Linked DNA regions of Anolis sagrei: region 2 is linked to region 1. The links are chromatin contacts, called in public Hi-C maps. All regions are on one chromosome and are shown on one strand. Each heading gives the region's core, a stretch centred on a gene start, on an enhancer-like site or on the middle of the called end of the contact. The rest is flanking DNA. Distances are from core to core; before and after follow the strand shown. Region 1 holds the start of SLC19A1 (solute carrier family 19 member 1). Region 2 holds the start of LOC132772276 (membrane-spanning 4-domains subfamily A member 15-like).

The links. A called contact is a pair of places that touch in the nucleus more often than the background predicts.
Region 2: a contact with region 1 is called in a Hi-C map of mixed tissue, with 16 times the contacts expected there. The contact joins the promoter of LOC132772276 here to the promoter of SLC19A1 in region 1. A contact is called at or near these places in 2 of 2 Hi-C or Micro-C datasets (both in mixed tissue).

What each region holds. Positions count from the first base shown.
Region 1 is chr1:235,386,436-235,389,268 of rAnoSag1.mat, reverse strand. It overlaps SLC19A1 (solute carrier family 19 member 1), which reads left to right and starts at 1,549. Exons shown (of 6, transcript XM_060771397.2): 1 at 1,549-1,695.
Region 2 is chr1:235,670,326-235,673,255 of rAnoSag1.mat, reverse strand. It overlaps LOC132772276 (membrane-spanning 4-domains subfamily A member 15-like), which reads right to left and starts at 1,392. Exons shown (of 7, transcript XM_060771226.2): 1 at 1,270-1,392.

The DNA of each region.
Region 1 (2,833 bases), core at 300-2,799:
GGTCACAGTCCCTCAAACTGCTGGAGGGCTGGATTATAATTACAAAAACATGAATGAATTCCTATGCACCCTGCACATATCTTATTTGTAGTGCAAAAAACAATACAATAATCAGAATGAAGAATTTTTTTAACTAATATAAACTTATTAGTATTTCAATGGGAAGTGTGGGCCTACTTTTGGCAGATGAAATAGGATCGTTGTTGTTGTTGTGTGCTTTCAAGTCATTTCAGACTTAGGTTGACCCTGAGTGAAAGCTAGGTAAGTGACCTTGGAGGGCCATATCCAGCTCCCGGGCCTTAGTTTGATAACCCCTGATATAAGTGATGTCAAACTGTGTGGCTGCACCCCAAGACAATTCCTGGCAGATTTTCCTCAGAGGAGGTTGAATTGTTCTCGTGCATAAATGTGTTAGTTCTTAAAGTTTGGACACACTGCAAGAATGCATCTACATCAGGCATGGGCAAACGTTGACCCTCCCTCCAGGACATTGGACTTCAACTCCCACAATTCCTAACAGCCTCAGGCCCTTTCCTTTTCCCCTTCAGCTGCTTAAGCCTGAGGCTATTAGGAATTGTGGGAGTTGAAGTCCAAATGTCCTGGAGGGCCAAAATTTGCCCATGCCTGATCTACACTGTAAGATTAATACAGTTTGACCCCACTTGATCTGCCATGGCTCCATGCTAAGGAGTTGTAGTTTTATGACGGTTTTCACCTCCTCTGCTAGAGAGAGCTGGTGCCTCACCAGCAACGCTCAGGATTTATTAATTTATTTTGAATATTTGTACCCCACCCTTTTCAACCCCCGGGGGGGGGGGGAGGGGATCAGGGCAGCTTCTAATCGACAGCAATTTGATGCCTCAATATATACATAATAAAAACAAACAGTCAATAATTATAAATAGTTAAAAACATTAAAACAATCCAATTAAAATCTACTAAGAATTACCACTCTGGTAGCATTAGCCAAAAACTGTGGTTGGATGCGCCATCAAACTTATCCACAATCCATTTCCAAGCTATTGTCAACATTGTCATTGTCACTGTTCGCTTAATGACCTGAAGGCCTGGTCCCACATCCAGTTTTTAACTTTTTTCTAAAGGTGAGGAGGGATGAAGACGACCTAATTTCCCCGAGGAGTGAATTCCACAGGCGGGGGGGGGGGGGGGGGGGGCACCACTGAGAAGGCCCTGTCCCTCATCCAGGCCAAGCGTGTATGAGACATACTAAGGATTCCTTAGTATGGAGCCATGCCAGTTAAAGTGGGGTCAGACTGCATTCACACACATTATCTGAATGTGGACTCAGATAACCCAGTTCAAAAAAGATACTGTGGGATTTCCTGCCTTGATATTCTGGGATATAGGGCTGTGTGAAAGGGCCCCTACAGTGCAGGTGAAACATAAGGCTTTCCTTTACAAGAGAGGCCTCAGGTGGAGGTGGCCTCAGGTGGAGGTGAAACCTGGGTGGGATCCTAGCCTAGCTCTCCTCTAAAGGCTCAGTGCGTTCAGTGGGGCTCCTTCCTAGGGAGAGGACGGGGGGAGGAGTCCTTTTGAGCCTCTTCGGTCCGCTTTTCTGGCCATTTCCAAAAGGGAAACCAAGCCCACAGCAGTTGCTGTTTTGGAGACGGACACAACGGATCCCAAGAGCAAGAAAAGAGGTGCCACCCAAACATGAGGCAGAAGCTCCTGGTGGTAAGCGCTGCTCTGCGGTGGAATATACAGCCTGGGAGCATGGAGTGTGGACCCTTCTCTAAAGCAGAGACTGGATGGCCAATCTGTCGAGGGCACTTTGAATGTGTGTTCCTCCAATGGTAAAGTGGGGTTGGCCTGGATGGCCCTTGGGAGTCTCTCTCTTCCAACTCTGCGGGGCGAAAGAAGGGCAGAGTTCGCGGAGGCGAGGGCCCCGTTAATCATTGCAGTGCTTTCCTTTCAGTGGGAGCCGCAGCGCCGCGGTTTGCAAGCGCCTCTTTCCCGGGGGCACCTTCCGCCCTGCTTGCATTGTGGGCCTTGTAGTTCAGCCGAGGCTGAGGCCAGAACTACAGCTCCCAGCAGGCGCGGCTCCCCACGTGCGAGCAGGCGGGCAGTGCCCACGGAGCTGGCCCTGGTGCAGATAACTGGACCCAAGCCGGAGGTAAGGAGAGTCTCGGGAGAAGTGGCTCCCTCTCGTTTGCTCTCCGGAGGGGGAGCTGGGCTGCATCTGCAAGGTAGCATTGATACAGTTCGGCACCACTTGGCTCCATGATGTGGGATCCTGGGAGTTGTAGTCTGGGGAGGCACCAGAGAAGGCGAAAGACCCTGTAAACAAGCAGCACCTCTCCTAGGATTCCATAGCCTTGAGCCCTGGCAGTGCACGTGGTGTCAAACCGCATTAAGCCTACAGTGTAGCTGCACCCAGGCTCTCTTGGCATGTGCACCTTCCATCTGTGGCCGAGGGAATGCCTGCCTGGCTCTCTACGGAGCTCTGCCCTGCTCATCTCATCAGCCAAGCGGGTGTTTGTGCAGCTAAAGCTTTTGTCTTACTGGGTTTGTTTGTTTACCATTAGGATGCCTATAATTAGGACCAAATGTGTTTGGGATTCTGGGTTTTGTACCTCCAGATTTTGGGATATTTGCATATACTGTTGGCCCTTTCTATTCAGAAAGTCAGCAGTCCTCAGCCTGAGTATTCTCTCCCGCCCCCTCTCTCTATATATGTATCAGGCATGGACAAACTTGGGCCCTCCAGATGTTTTGGACTCCAACTCCCACCATTCCTAACAGCCTCCGGTCCCTTCCTTTTCCCTCTCAGCCAGGGGAGGGGGAGGGGGAATGTCCATTGACAGAGAGCTAT
Region 2 (2,930 bases), core at 143-2,642, 280 kb before region 1:
TTGACCCAATTCTATTGTTGGTGGGATTCAGAATGCTCTTTGACTGTAGGTGAACTATAAATCACAGCAACTACAACTCCCAAATGTCAAGATCTATTTCCCCCAAACTCCACTAGTGTTCACATTTGGGCATATTGAGTATTCGTGCCATGTTCCATCATTGTTTGAGTCTACAGCACTCTCTGGATGTAGGTGAACTACAACTCCAAAACGCAAGGTCAATGCCCCCCAAACTCTTCCAATATTTTCTGTTGGTCATGGGAGCTCTGTGTGCCAAGTTTAGTTCAATTCCATTGTAGGTGGAGTTCAGAAAGCTCTTTGATTGTAGATGAACTGTAAATCCCAGTAACTACAAACTCCCAAACAACAAAATCAATCCCTCCTGCAACCCCACCAGGATTCAGACTTGGATGTATTGGGTATTTGTGTCAAATTTGGTCCAGTGAATGAAAATACATCCTGCATATCAGATATTTGCATTATGATTCATAACAGTAGCAAAATTCCAGTTATGAGGTTGCAGCAAAAATAATTTTACGGTTGGGGTCACCACAACATCAGGAACTGTATTAAGGGGTGGCAACATTAGGAAGGTTGAGAAACACTGCTATATAAAGGAAGTTTCTGGGTAACAACCCCAAGGCTGCATCTGCACTGTCCAATAACACAGTTTGGCACCACTTTCATTACCATGCGTCATCACACTAGAGAATAAATCCACTTAAAATCCGCTTTTGACCTCCTGCAGAATTCCGGGGTTTGTAGTTTAGTGAGGGTATTAAAGGCTCCTCCCTAAACTACAATCCCCCGAATTCTGCAGGAGGCTTAAACCTGATTTTAAGTGGATTTATTTTCTAGTGCAGGCAGGCATGGGCAAACTTCAGCCCTCCAGGTGTTTTGGACTACAACTCCCACAATTCCGGAATTGTGGGAGTTGTAGTCCAAACACCTGGAGGGCTGAAGTTTGCCCATGCCTGCCTAGTGTGATGAAGCGCCATGCAATGGTCTAATCCAGTGGTTCCCAACCTGTGGCTCCCATGTGTTATGACCTACAACTCCCAGAAATCCTAGCCAGTTTACCAGCTGTCAGGATTTCTGGGAATTGACGGCCAAAACATCTGGGGACCCACAGATCATGAGAGTTGTACTTTTTACAAGGCCTTTCGCCTTCTCTGCCTAGGAGTGCAGGTACCTCACCAAACTACATCTCCCAGGGTCACGGAGGAGGAGAGCAACAACTCAAAAAGACAAAGAACGCAAGGGACTCACCGCCGGCCAAGTCCTTTCCAGTCTGAACGGGTGGGTTTGGCGGGGAAGCGCCAGCGTCCGGAGGCGAAAACAAAGTAGCTCCTCCCTCTCTCCCCAAAGCTCCCGCCGAGGAAGGGGGGGGGGGGGGAAACAGGCCCAGTCCCTGAGAGCCTCAGCCTGGAAGGCTTCCCGTGCAGGGAAGAGCCTGAGCCTCCCTCTCCCGGCTTCAGGAGTTCAGGAGCATCTCCAACATATCCAGCTACTCGCCACTTGTTTTTGTTGGACTTCTGAAGGTCTTAAGCCGGTCCTGGCTCAACTTGGAGCAGAAATAAACCACATACACAGCAAATATGAGGATTGAGTGAAAAGTAATGCCTCCACCTTCGTAATTCATCAACAGATGGTAGTACTGGCATGCGGCAGGTACTGGCTTGTTCAGTAGACTCTTCTCTACAGTTCCATTTTGGCGGAAAGCTTTAGCATTGAATGGTTGTGTTGTTAAAGTGCAAAGTATGGAACCCTGCCCAGATGATCAGTCAATGCGATTTAAGCAACATGCAGTCATTGAATTCTTGACAGCAGAAGGTGTCACCCCAAAGGAGATTCATCAGGGAATACAAGCTGTTTATGGAGCCCCCGGTGGCGCAGTGGGTTAAACTGAAGACCGACAGGTTGCAGGTTGGAATCTGGAGAGAGCGTGGATGAGCTCCCTCTGTCAGCTCCAGCTCCCCATGCGGGGACATGAGAGAAGCCTCCCACAAGGATGTTTTTTTTTTTTTTGTCGTGTCAGGAGCGACCTGAGAAACTGCAAGTCTCTTCTGGTGTGAGAGAATTGGCCGTCTGCAAGGACGTTGCCCAGGGGACGCCCAGATGATTTTTTGATGTTTTATCATCCTTGTGGGAGGCTTCTCTTATGTCCCCGCATGAGGAGCTGGAGCTGATAGAGGGAGCTCATCCACCTCTCTCCGGATTGGAACCTGCGACCTGTCGGTCTTCAGTCCTGCCAGCACAGGGGTTTAACCCACTGCGCCACCAAGGATGGTAAAACATCAAAATATCCGGGCGTCCCCTGAGCTATGTCCTTGCAGACAGCCAATTCTCTCACACCAGAAGCAACCTGCAGTTTCTCAAGTCACTCCTGACACGGAAAAAAAATGGCATAGACCAGGGGTCCTCAAATTAAACTCACCCCCCCCCCCAAATCAAAATCCTGGCTATGGGCCTGGGTCCAAGGCACTCTCAGAATTTTCCTTCAATGTCACAGTTCAAAAGCATCTATCTTCCTTCACTAAACCTTCCATATGGTCCAGCTTTCACTTCCATAGGTTACTACAGAGAATACTATTGCTTTAACTATGCGGATCTTTGTTGGATGACACATAGGTGTGTCCTCAATGTCCTCACTGCAGGAGAACATGCAGATTAAGAATAGGTATCTGCAATCAAATCTATGAACCTACTTGGTAGGCAATCATACTCGGCCAGGAGGGATCACTGATGATGAAGATGAAAAGTAAAGGTGAATTCAAGCCACCAAATGACCGAGAAAGACTGTGAATGAACAATTAGAAAATATATTATAATAATTTTATGCACTGCATGAAATTAGAATATGTAAAAGTGATAGAACTGACAGAGCTGTATTTTTATAATGTTGTATGAATGATGTTGGATAGTAGGGG